Regions from separate parts of the Sus scrofa genome. Here region 1 is linked to region 2. Evidence: chromatin contacts called from public Hi-C data. All regions are on one chromosome and are shown on one strand. Each heading gives the region's core, a stretch centred on a gene start, on an enhancer-like site or on the middle of the called end of the contact. The rest is flanking DNA. Distances are from core to core; before and after follow the strand shown.

The links. A called contact is a pair of places that touch in the nucleus more often than the background predicts.
Region 1: a contact with region 2 is called in a Hi-C map of epiblast stem cells, with 5 times the contacts expected there. The contact joins the promoter of PAX1 here to the promoter of NKX2-2 in region 2. A contact is called at or near these places in 2 of 47 Hi-C or Micro-C datasets (embryonic fibroblasts and epiblast stem cells).

What each region holds. Positions count from the first base shown.
Region 1 is chr17:29,416,605-29,423,359 of Sscrofa11.1, reverse strand. PAX1 (paired box protein Pax-1) reads right to left here and starts at 2,243. Exons shown (of 5, transcript XM_021078255.1): 1 at 2,230-2,243; 2 at 1-1,262. The coding sequence starts at 2,243.
Region 2 is chr17:29,274,172-29,280,914 of Sscrofa11.1, reverse strand. NKX2-2 (homeobox protein Nkx-2.2) reads left to right here and starts at 1,343. Exons shown (of 3, transcript XM_021077994.1): 1 at 1,343-2,869; 2 at 3,780-4,091; 3 at 4,234-5,259. The coding sequence starts at 2,611. The coding sequence ends at 4,466.

The sequences.
Region 1 (6,755 bases), core at 994-3,493, 140 kb before region 2:
GCCATGAACGGGGGATGCTGACGTGGCCCGCCGTGCCGGGGACCCCGTGGTGGCTGCCCATCTTGGCGCCCGTGGGAGACACAGGGCTGGGGTAGGGATACTGGTAGATGTGGTTGTAAGGCAGAGCAGGCTGCGGCGGCGGCTGCTTGCTCGCCTCGTAGGGCCCGGGCTGAGCCAGGCTGCCGATTTTATTGCGCAGGATGCGGCTGATGGAACTCACAGAGGGCACGTTGTACTTGTCGCAGACGCCATCGGCCAGCAGCCGGTCGCGGATTTCCCAGGCAAAGATGCCGGGGTCGCCCTGCTTGTAGTCCCGGATGTGCTTGACCACGTTGGGAGTGGTGACACGGGGTTTGCTGCCCCCGATGGCCCCGGGCAGGATGGAGCCCGTCTCGTTGTAGCGCGCCAGGATCTTGCTCACGCAGCCGTGGGAGACGCGAAGCTGCCGGCTGATGTCACAGGGTCGGATACCCAGCTGCGCCAGCTCCACGATGCGCAGGCGGATGGCGTTGGGCAGGGGCCGGCCGTTGACAAACACACCGCCCAGCTGATTCACCTCGCCGTACGTCTGCTCTGCGGACGCGCCCGACGAGAGTGAGGGGAGGGGAGAGAACACCGGCGGGTTAGCCGAGGGTGGTCTTGCGGGGACAGGGGCTGCACCCGGGGCGCCTCCGAAGGTGACCGGTGGGTCCTCTGAGTCAGAGCGAACGGACCGGGGCCGGCTCCGGGAGTGGGCAGGGGCGCAGGCGCCGCGCGCTTCAGCCCTCCGTGCCGTTTCGCGACTTTTGACGCGTCTACTTGGGACATCCCCTCCCCGCGACACGCCGAACGCCCCCCTCCCCGGGACTGGCGGCGTGCGGAGAACGCGGCTGCTCAGGGACCCGGGCTCCCGGGCACGGCGGGCGCGAGGGAAGGGAGGCGCCGGGACACCCCCCGCCTCGTCCGCCTGCCCCTTACCCATGGCGCGCGGGCGGGCCAGCTGCCTGGCGCCGAGGCGGCCGGGACTGGGCCCGGCGCGGTCCGGGAGAGCTCGGGCGCCGCAGCCGCGGGAGAGGCATAGAGGGAGGGCGCGCGCGAGCCGAGAGCCGCGGCGGCCGGGCCGCGGGCTGGAAGAGCGCCGGGCGCCGCCGCCGAGCGCGCCGCCGCCCGTCCCTGGGCCCGCCGCCGCCGCCGCCGCCCGCTCCCAGGACACTCTCCACGCCCGCGACCCCAGGCCTAGGGTGAACTTCATCCGATTAGGAGAAATTCGTCTGACCGGGAGGCTGCGGAGAGCGGGGATCAATTTGACGTGTCCTCCACGTCAATCTCGGCAGTCACGCCGGAGACGCGCCAGTTGGCAGCTCATTGGTTCCCGTCACCGCGCCCCGGCGGCCCCCTCCCCGCCCCGAAACCCTACCCCCTTCTCGCGTCCTCCCCCCTCGGCCCTCCTTCGGAACCCATCCCCCTACACACACACACACACACACACACATGCACACGCACGCACACACACACACACACACACACACCCAAATCCCAGCTGGGCCTGGGACCTTCCACTTGCTCTAGTCCCCTTGAAGCCCCTTACCCCCTTGCGTTTTGAGAATGATGGGTTACTCGGTTCAAACTGATGAGTATTTATTAGCACTAGTACTAGTTTTGGTTTTAGTTTTATGACTCACCTCCGCTGTCATAACTGCTAAAACATCCCAGGATTAAAGTGAATCTGGGCAAGGCGATGGGTGCGGGGCAGGGGAAGAGGGGTGCCAGCGCCCCAGCCCCCCCCCCCAACTCCTGGGCAACCAGTGGGAACCCAGCTTAGAGCAGAGCCCCCGTGAGGAGGGTTCAAGACACTTTCCGTGGAGTGACTCCTGCCTGTCCCATTTCTGGATGACACGCCAATCTCACTCTCAAAAAATATCTGCAGTGTTTAACAGCCACCCAATTTGGGGGGGGGTAGTGTGATTTCAGTCATGCAAGGGGCACATTCTAAATTCTGTCTTTCTGCAAAGAGGCCCACCCTTTTGAACTCATTTCTCTGAGAGGTGACACAGGACTCAGGTGGGAAAGGATTCTGACCTGCTGGCCCCGGAACAAGGACACCCTCTTCCTCCCCCCTGACTGGACCCCAAGGGCATCCTGGTGGCGCCAAAGACCCCATGCTGTAGCTCCTGCTCTAGGCCTGAAGGACAGTTCTTTTATCCCAAGTCAGAAGCCCGCACCCTCCCAAGCTGAGCCGGCTGGCCTCACCTTTCAACCAGCATCCTCGGCTTCCAGGAGTCTTTGTTAAACCACTGAATGGTCCTTTCCCCTTCATATAAGCAGGGTTTGCACAGCTCTGAACTCTTTGGCCTCAGCATTAACTCTTTCCTCTACATTTACCTTGCATCAACACCAAGTTGTAGATTTCCCAGGGTGTGGTCGGCCCTAACTGTGATAGGCCCAAAGAAACTTCCAAGTGGGGTCCAGGAGAGAGCAGGTGAAGGGAAAGGGCTCCTAGCTTTGTGCTGAACTGACTCCCAGGCCAGGACCTGTGGGTTTTGAACTTTGGGCCAGTAAGAGCAAAGGGCTTTGGGCTGCATATGGAATAGCAGGAATGGGCCCTGAGTAACAGGAAGGGGTGCCTAGCCCGGAGTCTAGAAAAACCCTGGTTCCCAGGACTACCATGCACTCCTCAGGAGGAGGGAAGAGCCCCTCCACCCCTGAGCTGGGGGTGGGGGGAGAGTGGCTCAGAGCTCCTGCACAATGATGCTGATGGAGGCACAGATGGACCCGTTCAGTTCGGCCTTGGGAGCAGTGACCACCCAGTCCCTGACTCCTTTCTCTCCGCTGCGGGACCTGAAAGCGTCCTAATCCACCTGAATGTGTCAATTATGGGCTGAATGATAAATCCCGGCCCTTAGGAGGGAGTGCTGCAGGCCCCAGCAGATAACTCCAATAATTTTCCCTGGAAAAAGAATACCCGAGTTCAAAAGAGGTGAACTCCCACAGCACACAAAACATATTGCAGCCTCGGCCTCCAGGTGCTTCAGGGAGGACGCAGGGAATGGGAAAAGGAGAGGCAGTACAAGGGTGAGAGGTGGGGGCTATTTGGAAGTTAGGCCGGTCCAGGACTGCGCAGGGTCGGTTGGGAAAGGGGAAAGGGTGGTTTGGACTTAGGTGGGCAAATGGGAAACAGGAACTCTGCAAGGGCGCAGAGCAGAACGCTGAGCACTCAGTGGACCTAGGGCTCCCGGAACCTCGGGGAGTGGAATGCGCCCCTTCAGTTCTCTCCGGGTGGTTTGGAACCAGTTAGCCCTTGAGCTAGACTTTCGTTGCCTGAATTTCGAGTGGGGTGCCAGAAACCAAAAAATTTTATTCCTAGACCTGGGAAACGCAACTCCCATAACCCCGGGGGCATCCTCAAGATAAGGCGAAGCAGCTCCAGCCATTTCTCCCCGCTGTAGTTGCGCTCTGAGAAGAGCAAATAAAGCTGGGGTGCCGCGATGGGAGCTGGTTCGCTCCAACTGTCCTGTCGAGGGAGCATCCCCCTATCTGTGCCGGTAGACCGCGGGGCGCGGGCAAGGAGGTGCAACCCGAGACCCAGGACGCATCTTTTCCCCTCAGCCCTTCCAGAGCAGGAGGAGATACCAGGAGGATTGCGCCCGGGGGTTCTCTGGGGTGCGGGAGCCCGCCAGATCTTACTTGACATCCCATATCCCTCCCACCCCTACCCCTCCGAGCCTTCAGTTGCCGCCTGCAGGACCACACAGCGCTGGCTGCAGCCGGCTCCCGGCCCGCCACGAAAAAGCTTACAGTTTGTCGCCCCCTGTCGGCCCGCGGCTCGGCTCCACCGGCTGCTGCGCGGGAGGCTGGGCTGGGGGTGAGGTGGCCCAAAGGTGGGCTTGCAGAAGTAAAGGAAAAGTCTTTTCCTCCTCTCGGGATACAGCTTGGTCTCCTCCATGGCCGGGGGCGGCGACGAGGTCGGCGCTGAGCGCGCGGAGGTAAAAAGCTCGCTGGGCTGGGTTTGGCTCCGCTGTTTTGAGCGCCCGGGGCGCGCAGCGTGGAACAAAGTGCAGAGCGGCTCCCGCGGACCCGCAGCCGCCAAGCTAAGGGCGCCGGCGGGGACCAGTGAGACGACGCGTCCAGCTGGGACTGGACGCGGGGAGGGCGGAGGATAGATTCGAGGGTCCCTGAGTAGCCTCGGGGACTGAGGCAGGTTTCCTGGGGCAGAAAACGGAGAGGCAACTCCTGCCAAAAGCGTGAAGCAAAGAGGCGGGAAGAGGTGCCTCCCGGGGGCTGCGGGTGTCTCTAGTACTGTTTGCCGCCTGAGCCCAGCACCCGAAAGTTAAGGCTGCGAGATAGAGGTCCTGGACAAAGTCGTCCTTTACGTCTTCTGCGTCGCTTTGGTTTTTGGTGGAAATGTTTCGGGGAGTTATTTGAGTGCAAACGAATGTGCAGGTCGTTCTAGGCCCGGGTGTCCCTGGAGCCGCGCATTGCAATGGCTTCAGAAGAAACCTAAACCGTTGTAAGTTAGTTCCATTCAGGGGCCGCGGGGCTGAAGAAGCCACCACCCGGCCGGGCGCCCTCCGGGTCGGCGACCGGGAAGGACTAGAGCGCAGAAAACAGAGGCAGCATCTCCCTCCGAGGAGGCTCAGGGGCCTCGAGGCGCTGACGAAAGACGAAAGCCGGTACCCAGCCCCCTCCCAACGGGGCCGCAGGACCAGCGCGGGCCCCGAGACAGCGAGCAGGGACGGATCCCAGGTCCTCTCTCGGGCCGGCGCCCCCAGGCCTGCGAGCCCGCGAGCGCTCCGGGGGAGTCCTGGCTCCGCGCAGGCCCCGCGCTTTCGCTGTGATTTTAAGAGCACTGTGCCGTGGGTCGTGTAGTTGGAAAGCAAAGTCAAGCAAAATTGCTTCACTTTCTTTTAAAATTTGCTTTTTAAAAAACTAGGGCAGGCTACAAACGCACTTTATGCACCAGGTTATATTGTGCCCCCGCGACACACACACACACACACACACACACACACACGTTTTGTAAAGGTGATCCTGCACACCACCCTTAAAAAATAGTAACGAGTAGAAACTACCGATGTTGTGCAAAGGGATTGGCGGCGTCTTGGGAGCGCTAGGACGCAGGTTAGATTCCCCAGCCTGGCACCGTGGGTTAAGGATCCGGCGTGCGGCTTAGGTCGCGACTGCAGCTCGGATCTCGGGTCTAATTCCTGGTCCGCCTCGCCTGGGAGCCCCATAGCCCCCCCCCCCCCGCGGCCTAAAAAGAAAATAAGAAAAAGAAAAACTGTAATGAGTAAGAAGCGACCAGCTGAGCGGAGATAAAGGGAGAAATGACCCAAATCAGAGAATTGCAAACCCCAGGGAACGAACTAGCTCCCAGGGAAAGGGGACTGAGATAAAGCAGCCACCGGAGGGACCGCGGTGGTGAGGGGTGGGGGTCGGGGTGGGGGTCTGGGGGGAGGGGAGGAGGGAGAGCTTCCTCCTTTTCAGGTCAGCCCGGTGGACTTGCAGGGAAGGGGGTGGGTGCCTTATCCTTGCACCTGCCGCTCCTAGGACACACAGAGTCCCCTGACCCCAACTGTAAGGTGCTGGAAATGGTGCCAGTTAGCATTTTTAAAGAGCCCCAAGAAAAAGAAACACCTTCCAGCTTGTTTCCAGTTGTCCTGCTGGTGACGGCACTGGCCTTGAAGTTTGTTGCCTAGCTTAGCATATTATTTGCCAGCCTGGAAACGTTTATTAGCAAAACCAGGTCGAGCTGGCAGTGGTGGGAAGGAGCGCTTGCTCTTTCCCCTACACTGGGGGCTGATGGCCAGATGTCCTTGAAAATGCAAGGAGAGAGAGGCAAAGAAAATTTTTTCATTTTGGTAAAATGAAGTGGACAAACAAGAAGAGATGAATATTGTCCACCTGAATAACAAAGCAGTTACCTGATTCCATTCAGAGATAAAGGAGGAAAAAAAGAATGAGAAAACAGAGTTCCCGTCATGGCGCAGCGGAAATGAATTTAGGAACCATGGGGTTTCTCGTTCAATCCCTAGCCTCGCTCAGTGGATTAAGGATCCAGCGTTGTCATTGAGCTGTGGTGTAGGTTGCAGACTTGACTTGGATCTGGTGTTGCTGTGGCTCTCGCTCTGGCGTAGGCCGGCAGCCACAGCTCCAATTGGACCCCTAGCCTGGGACCCTCCATATGCAGCGAGTGCGGCCCTAAAAAAAGACAAAAGACAAAAAAAAAAAAAAAAAAAGTCCCTGAAACCCACCCTAGAAATAAATAAGGGAAATGGAGCATCCCTAAAGAAAATCCAAAATACTCCCTACCCTGTGATGCAGGGATCTGACTACCACATTTATAACATTTCTTTTGGCGTAGAAACATTTAAAATGTTGCATATGGGTGATTAAAAGTTAACTACAGGAAACTAGTGTCATTTGTAGGAAGAAATGGTTTCTTTGAAACTTATGAAAGTGCAGTGTCCCTGCAATTTTTGCCCGGTTACTCTCATGGAGATCTCCAGGCTTCCCCTCCTCTCCCTGGTGTTGGGCAAGTCAGATAAGCCTTAATTTCCCCTTATATCAAATGACCTATACTGTCTAATTAGATTTATTTCATTTTCTTCCATCAGCCAAAAGCTTGCAAAGGGCTCCAGACAGTGGTCAAAATTCCACCTCTGCAGTGACCTCTTCAAAATATTTATGTGACAGTGCTAAGAGTCTAAACAGCAATATTAAAATGGAAATATTTGGGAAATTTAAAATGTCCATGGGGCATATTTCCTGTACAGGGA
Region 2 (6,743 bases), core at 94-2,593:
ACCACTTTCTAATTCTTGCAGGGAAAAAAGGGGGGAAGGAGGGGGAGAAAGGAGAAAAGGAAAAGTAGGAGGAGAAAGAGAGGAATGGGGAGCGTCGACATGAAGGGGTTTCCTTAATATTGTGGACGGATTCAGAAATGAATGAAGAGATAGTCCATTGAAAAGGGTTGAATGCCATGACAACTAGGAACAACCTTAGATTTATTCCAAACAGTTAGGACACATTGAAAGAGAGCGTCAATCATGTATTATTTCGCCACTGAAATAAATGCAAAAACCGAGCCGGGACAAAGGCTTCCAACGGGAGCGGGACATTTGTCTACATTTCGCTCATTGTCCGCAGCTTAGCAATCGGTTTGTATTTGTGTTTGCCCGGGTCCGACCACCCAGGACGCGCCGACGAGGGGCTCGCTCTAACCTGGGCCATTGTCACCCACGTCACATACTGGGGGCGAGGCAGCGAGGGCTGCAGAAAGCCGCCCAGCGGCTCGGGGAGAGGCGCCCTCGCCGGGCGCTGGCAACTCGGGGGCGACTGGGGCGCGGCGGCCGCAGCTGAGCCCGGGAAGGACAGGCGCCCGGGTGCTGCGCTCGGCCGGCGAGAAAGCGCCCCGGCGGAGGGCCAAGGGGGTGGCCAAACCCCAACTCCCGCGGCGGCCTTTCCCGCCCCTCCCCGCCCCCAGGCAAAGCACCGTCCCGAAGCTCCTCTGGGGCGGACGAGCATCAGGTAGCACCCCCCCCCAAATCTGGAAGGAGGGGTGGGCAGTGCGGCGTGGACTTGTCCTCGGCGGCTGGGAGGAGGAGGTGTGGTCCCGAGAAAGTTCAGTTCCCAGGCGGGCGAGGGGTGGGGACCTGCACACAAACCTCAGTCCAGCTAGGAAGCTGGGGTGCATCCCCAGAACGCGCCTCTGGGGCGTCCGAAAGGAATCGCGAGGATGAAGAAAACTCAGGAGAAATCGCCGCACCACCTCCCGCCCTAAGACCCCCTCCCCCGCGGTTTTCGGGGCCCTCACCCGGGCCGGAGACTGCGCCCCCGCCCCGTCAGCCCTCCCCTCTCGCTTCCCGCCGCTCCACTGCCGCCGGAGGCTGGAGAGGGAGGCATAATAGGGGGCAGGGAGGGCGCGGGGCCGTCTGCCCTTGCCTCCACCCGGAGAGGCGGCCCGCGGGGCTGGGAGGCAGCAGGGCCCTGGCCGAGCGCGGCCAGAGTGAGACCTCCCCACCCCCACCGCCCCTCCCCGGGCGCCCGCGTAGCAGAAAGTGAACTGCTCGGTCCTGCTCGGACGCTCAGGGCTGGAGGGGTAGAGGGGAGGCGAGGAGAAAGAAATAAATGTCTTTAGCAAATAAAGGGTGGCGGGGCGGGCGGGGGGGTCGATTGGTGGTGGCTCCGGCCAGCCCCGAGGCGATCCCTCTCCTGGGTTTCGGGCTCTTTCTGCGTTAACTAGAATCAATTACTTGCCTTGTCATTTCTAGTACTCATCCTTAAGCCTCAACCAAAATATTGACCTAGGAGGCTTACAGAAGTTGGGCTCTTGCCATTTGAACCGGATCTTGTTTAGGGAACCGCCAGCGATGGGAAGGAGAGATTTCCGCGGCTCAGCTTTCGCCCCCTCCCCCTTTTCCAAAGGCGCCACAAATCGCCAATTTTCCGGCTTGCTGGGGGCGGGCGCGCGGGGGCGGGGAGGGAGGAACCGGTGAATGTTAAGGAGGATTCTTTTTTCCTCTCCTCCTCCGGGTTTCTGTTTTGTTTTCTTTCCTCCTCCCCCGCTTTTTTTTTTTTTTTAAGATGCAATTTGTTAAAACGGCCCTTTCAAGTGTGTGGACTCGCGAGCGACGCGGTGGTCCTTTGTATGTAAATACTGGGTTAAAAAAAGGCTCGCCCCGTCTTTGCAATTAATTGACACGTTACACCTCTCATCTTGCTCTAGAGGGCCGTTGGCTGGGAGCGCGGAGCTCCCCAAAACCCACAATTTCACATCTGCAAATACAGTCTTCATCCACTTGACTTCCAAGACCCGCCCACACGTGTCCAACCTTTGCGTTTTAATGTCTCCCCCCTCCTTTTTTCCACCCTTCTCTCGCTCCCTCTCTCGCTCCCCCTCCCTCTCTCTCTCTCTCTCTCTCTTTCCCTCCCTCTCTTTCTCCCCCTCTTCCCCCCCTCTCCCCAGGTTCGTGAGTGGAGCCCAGCCTTATATGGACTGATCGCTCGGGCAATGGCCCATTTTTTCCTCGCCACCAGCCGCCACCGCGCGCCGAGCGGCCGCCGGAGCCGGAGCTGACGCCGCCTTGGCACCCCTCCTGGAGTTACAAACTCGGGCCCGGCCGGCGGCGCTCGGCGCGCAGGCCGCCCGACTCCCCGCGTCCATTTCCGAGTGCTTGCAGAGAAGACATAGGCAACGCGTTGGGCTTTTTTCTTTTTTTTTTTTCTTTTCCTCCCCACCCTTTCCCAGAGTTTCTTTCTCTTTCCTAAACATAATAATCTCAATAATTAAAGCCCATCCCCCCTCCCCTCCCCCAACCCCTCTCCCCATATCCCCTCCCCCGCCCCGACTGAGAGCGCCACGAATTGACCAAGTGAAGCTACAACTTTGCGGCATAAATTGCGGGGTCCCGGCCATGTCGCTGACCAACACGAAGACGGGGTTTTCGGTCAAGGACATCTTGGACCTGCCAGACACCAACGATGAGGAGGGCTCGGTGGCCGAAGGGCCCGAGGAGGAAAGTGAGGGGCGGGAGCCCGCCAAGAGGGCCGGGCCGCTGGGGCCGGGCGCCCTGGACACCGTGCAGAGCCTGCCCCTGAAAAACCCCTTCTACGACAGCAGCGACAACCCGTACACGCGCTGGCTGGCCAGCACCGAAGGTCTCCAGTACTCCCGTAAGTAGCGAAACTTGGCCGCGGCGGCTGTGACCGCCTCTATTCCTGTGGCCGCAGCCTGAGCCGGATGCCGGGGGGAAACGGGAAGGAGCCTTGTAAACCACAGCCCGTACCCTGCGCCCCGGGAAAGATTTTTAACGCTTGTTTACGATGCCCCAACTCTTCCCTCCTCGTCAAGCCCCTCTGGTCCAGGAAAAAGACTTGGACTCGGATTTTTTTTTTTCCCCAAAAAAGAGAAATTAGGAAGAAGAGGGGGAGGGGAATACCTCCCAAGGGCTGGTTACAGACGTCAACCGGGACTGACGGCTCTGGCCCGAGCCCCCTCCCCCATTCCGACAGCCGGGAGGGACTGGCCTGGAGCACTGGAGCGAGCCAGCCAGCCTCGGGGTACCGGAGAGGGTGGCCCGGGTATAAATAGCTCACCCTGCCCCCTGCACTTCATAGAGGACGCTTTGTGCGGTGCGGAGGGTGTCCAGAAAGTGGGAAAGCAGAAACGAAAGCCCCCAAAAACCTGCCTTAAATGGCTGAGCCGATCAATGCCGGGATTGTGGGGGTTTTGTTTTTAAAATCTGCCCACGTCTCTCCGGAGAGGAAACTGCTTAAGGGGGCCGGAGCCCTTAACCCGCGCTGATCTCCTCAGCGGGCCACTCCCCCCCCAGATACGCACCCACACTGTGCGAACCCCTAGAAACCAGAGCCCCCAGCCCCCACTCCTGCCGCTTCTCCTCTTTGCCCGGGTGGGGATGCGGACCGGGCGTCAGGCGTGGAGCAGGGCGGGGGCCGAGGCCGAGCAGTGGGGCCGGGCTGAGGGGCGCAGAGGGCCGAGGGCGCACGGAGGATCCTGGGCGCGCAGGGTCAGGCCCAGCCGCGCGCAGCCTCCAGGCGCCTGACCGGCTTCTCTTTCCCCCAGTGCATGGGCTGGCGGCCGGCGCGGCACCCCAAGACTCGAGTTCCAAGTCCCCGGAGCCCTCGGCCGACGAGTCACCGGACAACGACAAGGAGACCCCAGGCGGCGGAGGGGACGCCGGCAAGAAGCGGAAGCGGCGGGTGCTCTTCTCCAAGGCGCAGACCTACGAGCTGGAGCGGCGCTTCCGGCAGCAGAGGTACCTGTCGGCCCCCGAGCGGGAGCACCTGGCCAGCCTCATCCGCCTCACGCCCACGCAAGTCAAGATCTGGTTCCAGAACCACCGCTACAAGATGAAGCGCGCCCGGGCAGAGAAAGGTATGGAGGTGACGCCCCTGCCCTCGCCGCGCCGGGTGGCCGTGCCCGTTTTGGTCAGGGACGGCAAACCGTGCCACGCGCTCAAAGCCCAGGACCTGGCAGCTGCCACCTTCCAGGCGGGCATCCCCTTTTCGGCCTACAGCGCTCAGTCTCTGCAGCACGTGCAATACAACGCCCAGTACAGCTCGGCCAGCAACCCCCAGTACCCGACAGCACACCCCCTGGTCCAGGCCCAGCAGTGGACTTGGTGAGAGCCGCCCCCTCCGAGACTCGCGGCTTCAGGCCCAGGCCCCACCCCGGCGGCGGAGGCGAGGAGGACTCGGCCTTTACGATGGTTCTTATAGTATTATAATTATTATGATGGCGTCGAGTTGACTCTCGGCTCCATTGGGGAGGTTGCCTGCACCTCCGTGGAGAGGCAGATCCCACCCAACCAGCTCTGCCTCACCCCTCTCTCTGTTTGAACCTTTGGAGAGGGCTGAACCCTAAGCCGTGTTTACAGAATGTTTGCGCAGCTTCGCTTCTCTGCCTCTCCCCGGGGACCGAGTGGTCCCAGCGTTAATGTCCTCACTTGAGAAGGAGAAAAAGACATCCCCACCCCCGCTTTTGTGAATTTTGTAAAATATGTTTGTGTGAGTAGCGATATTGTCAGCCGTCTTCTAAAGCAAGTGGAGAACACTTTAAAAATATAGAGAATTTTTTTCTTTTTTTATATAAGAAAATGCTAAATATTTATGGCCATGTAAACGTTCTGACAGCTGGTGGCAGGTTTCGCTTTTCGTTGTAAATATCAGTGGTGATTGTTGCCAAAATGACCTTCAGGACAGGCCTGTACCCCATGGGGGCCCAACTCCTTTCTTTGTGGTTTGTTTTGGTTTGCTTATATTTGGTCATCCTTGCTTTCTTCTTTTCTTTTCTTTTTTTTAAATTTTGTTCAGTGCAAACATTTCTCAGATCTGAAAAAAGGAAAACAAAAATGTGTAGGTGAGCGAGCAGCCCCCCTGCCCCATCCTGGGGTCCTGAGCCCCGGAACTTGGAGCTCAGCGGTTCCCTGCGATTCCCCAAGAGCGCCGGGCGCTGAAAGCTTTCAATTTTTTAAGTAAGAATTTTAATAAAAATCCTGTGTTTAAAAAAAAAAAAAATTAAGCCCGGCCCTCCCGTTTGTCTTACTTTTGTCGCCCTGCGCCGGGCCGGAGGCCTCAGGCAAGGCGCCCCAGCCAGGCCGCTGGCCGAGCTCTGCCCCCACATATCCCCTGGGGGCCGAGGCCACGGGCATCCGGGGCGCTGGGGCGGCCTGCGGAACAGGCCTTACCCGGGCGGAGGGGCCCGGCCCCCGCTTCGGACCCTCGGCCGGTGCCGGAGAGCTGGGCCTCGGGCCTGCGAGCGGTCGACCCTCCGCCCGGGGTCGCTCGGCCTGAATCCGGGCGGCAGCGTCCAGTCGCGGGAGGAAGAGTGAGAGAGACTTTGGAAACCGCAAAGGCGAGAAGAGCAAGCCCCCCTCGCTCGCCCAAATCTACGAGTGGCTCCTTCAGCCTGAGAAGCTGTTGAGGCCACTACACTCGATGACTTTCACTTTGTTGCATTTGATTTACCTCGTGCTAAGAAGTGGGGGGAGGGGGCGCTGAGCTTGAGACCGGTCGGCTTCCCTCTACTCTCCACCCCCTTGTAAAAACGCGGTCGCAAGGCGGCTCCCAGACCTGGGCCCCTGGGCCCGGGACGGGTTTTGGGGCGCTCCAGGTTTGGGCTACAAGGAGGGACGCTGGGAACCAGGCGCGGGGGACGGGATGGGGGCTTCGACCTTCCTAGGCTCTTCAGCCCGGGAGGGCCTGGGAGCAGACGTCATAGGCGATGCCTGCTCCCCGAGCCTTCCTCCTTCCGTCCATCCTCATTCTTTTAAGTTTCCAGCCTCTCTCCCCGGACCGGATCCCCGTGCCGCATCTCCTCCCGTCCTTTGGCTGCGCGGGGTCCCCTAGGCCAGCTCTTTGGCGCGAAGCTGGGCGAACTCCTTGCTAGGAAGTAGGACTCTGGAGGTGTTGTGGGGCGCCCAGGCCTCCTGGGCTGGGGTGAGGGCAGCAGGAAGTAAGCACACAGCGCCGGCTCTCCCGGGGGAGGGCTCACCGGTCCTTCCCTGCTGGAGACCTGATTCCACCCCACCCTTGTCGCGGGGAGAGCTCCCTAGAGGACCCTGGCGCATACTTGCCCGCGCGGGGAAGCATCTCAGAGGGCGAGCGTCTCAGAGGGCGCCGCGGACTTGGGAGGAGGGGCGCCTGTCTCCTGCATAGCGCGGACTTCGGAAAACACGCGGAGCTCGGCAGCTCAGAGCCCGGCCGGCCGCTCCAAGACGCCTCGGGGTGGGAAGCTGGCCCCCTTCGGAAACTGTATCTCTCCTTTTCTCTCGAGCTCCACCTTCGTGCCTGGGGGCGGGGGCTGGGGGCGAGGAGGCCGAGCCAAGGGAGCGGTCCCAGCTGACTTTCTCACTCCCTCTAGTTGATGATCAGATTTAATTCAATATCTAAAGCAAACATGATTATCCGTGTGACCAAATCTGCTCGTCAACAGCACTCAGCGCAGCACGCACAGGAACGTGATGACACGCTGTTCCCGCGTCGCGCACCCACCGCGGATAATTGAGGGCGCTGGAGTCTTTCTGAT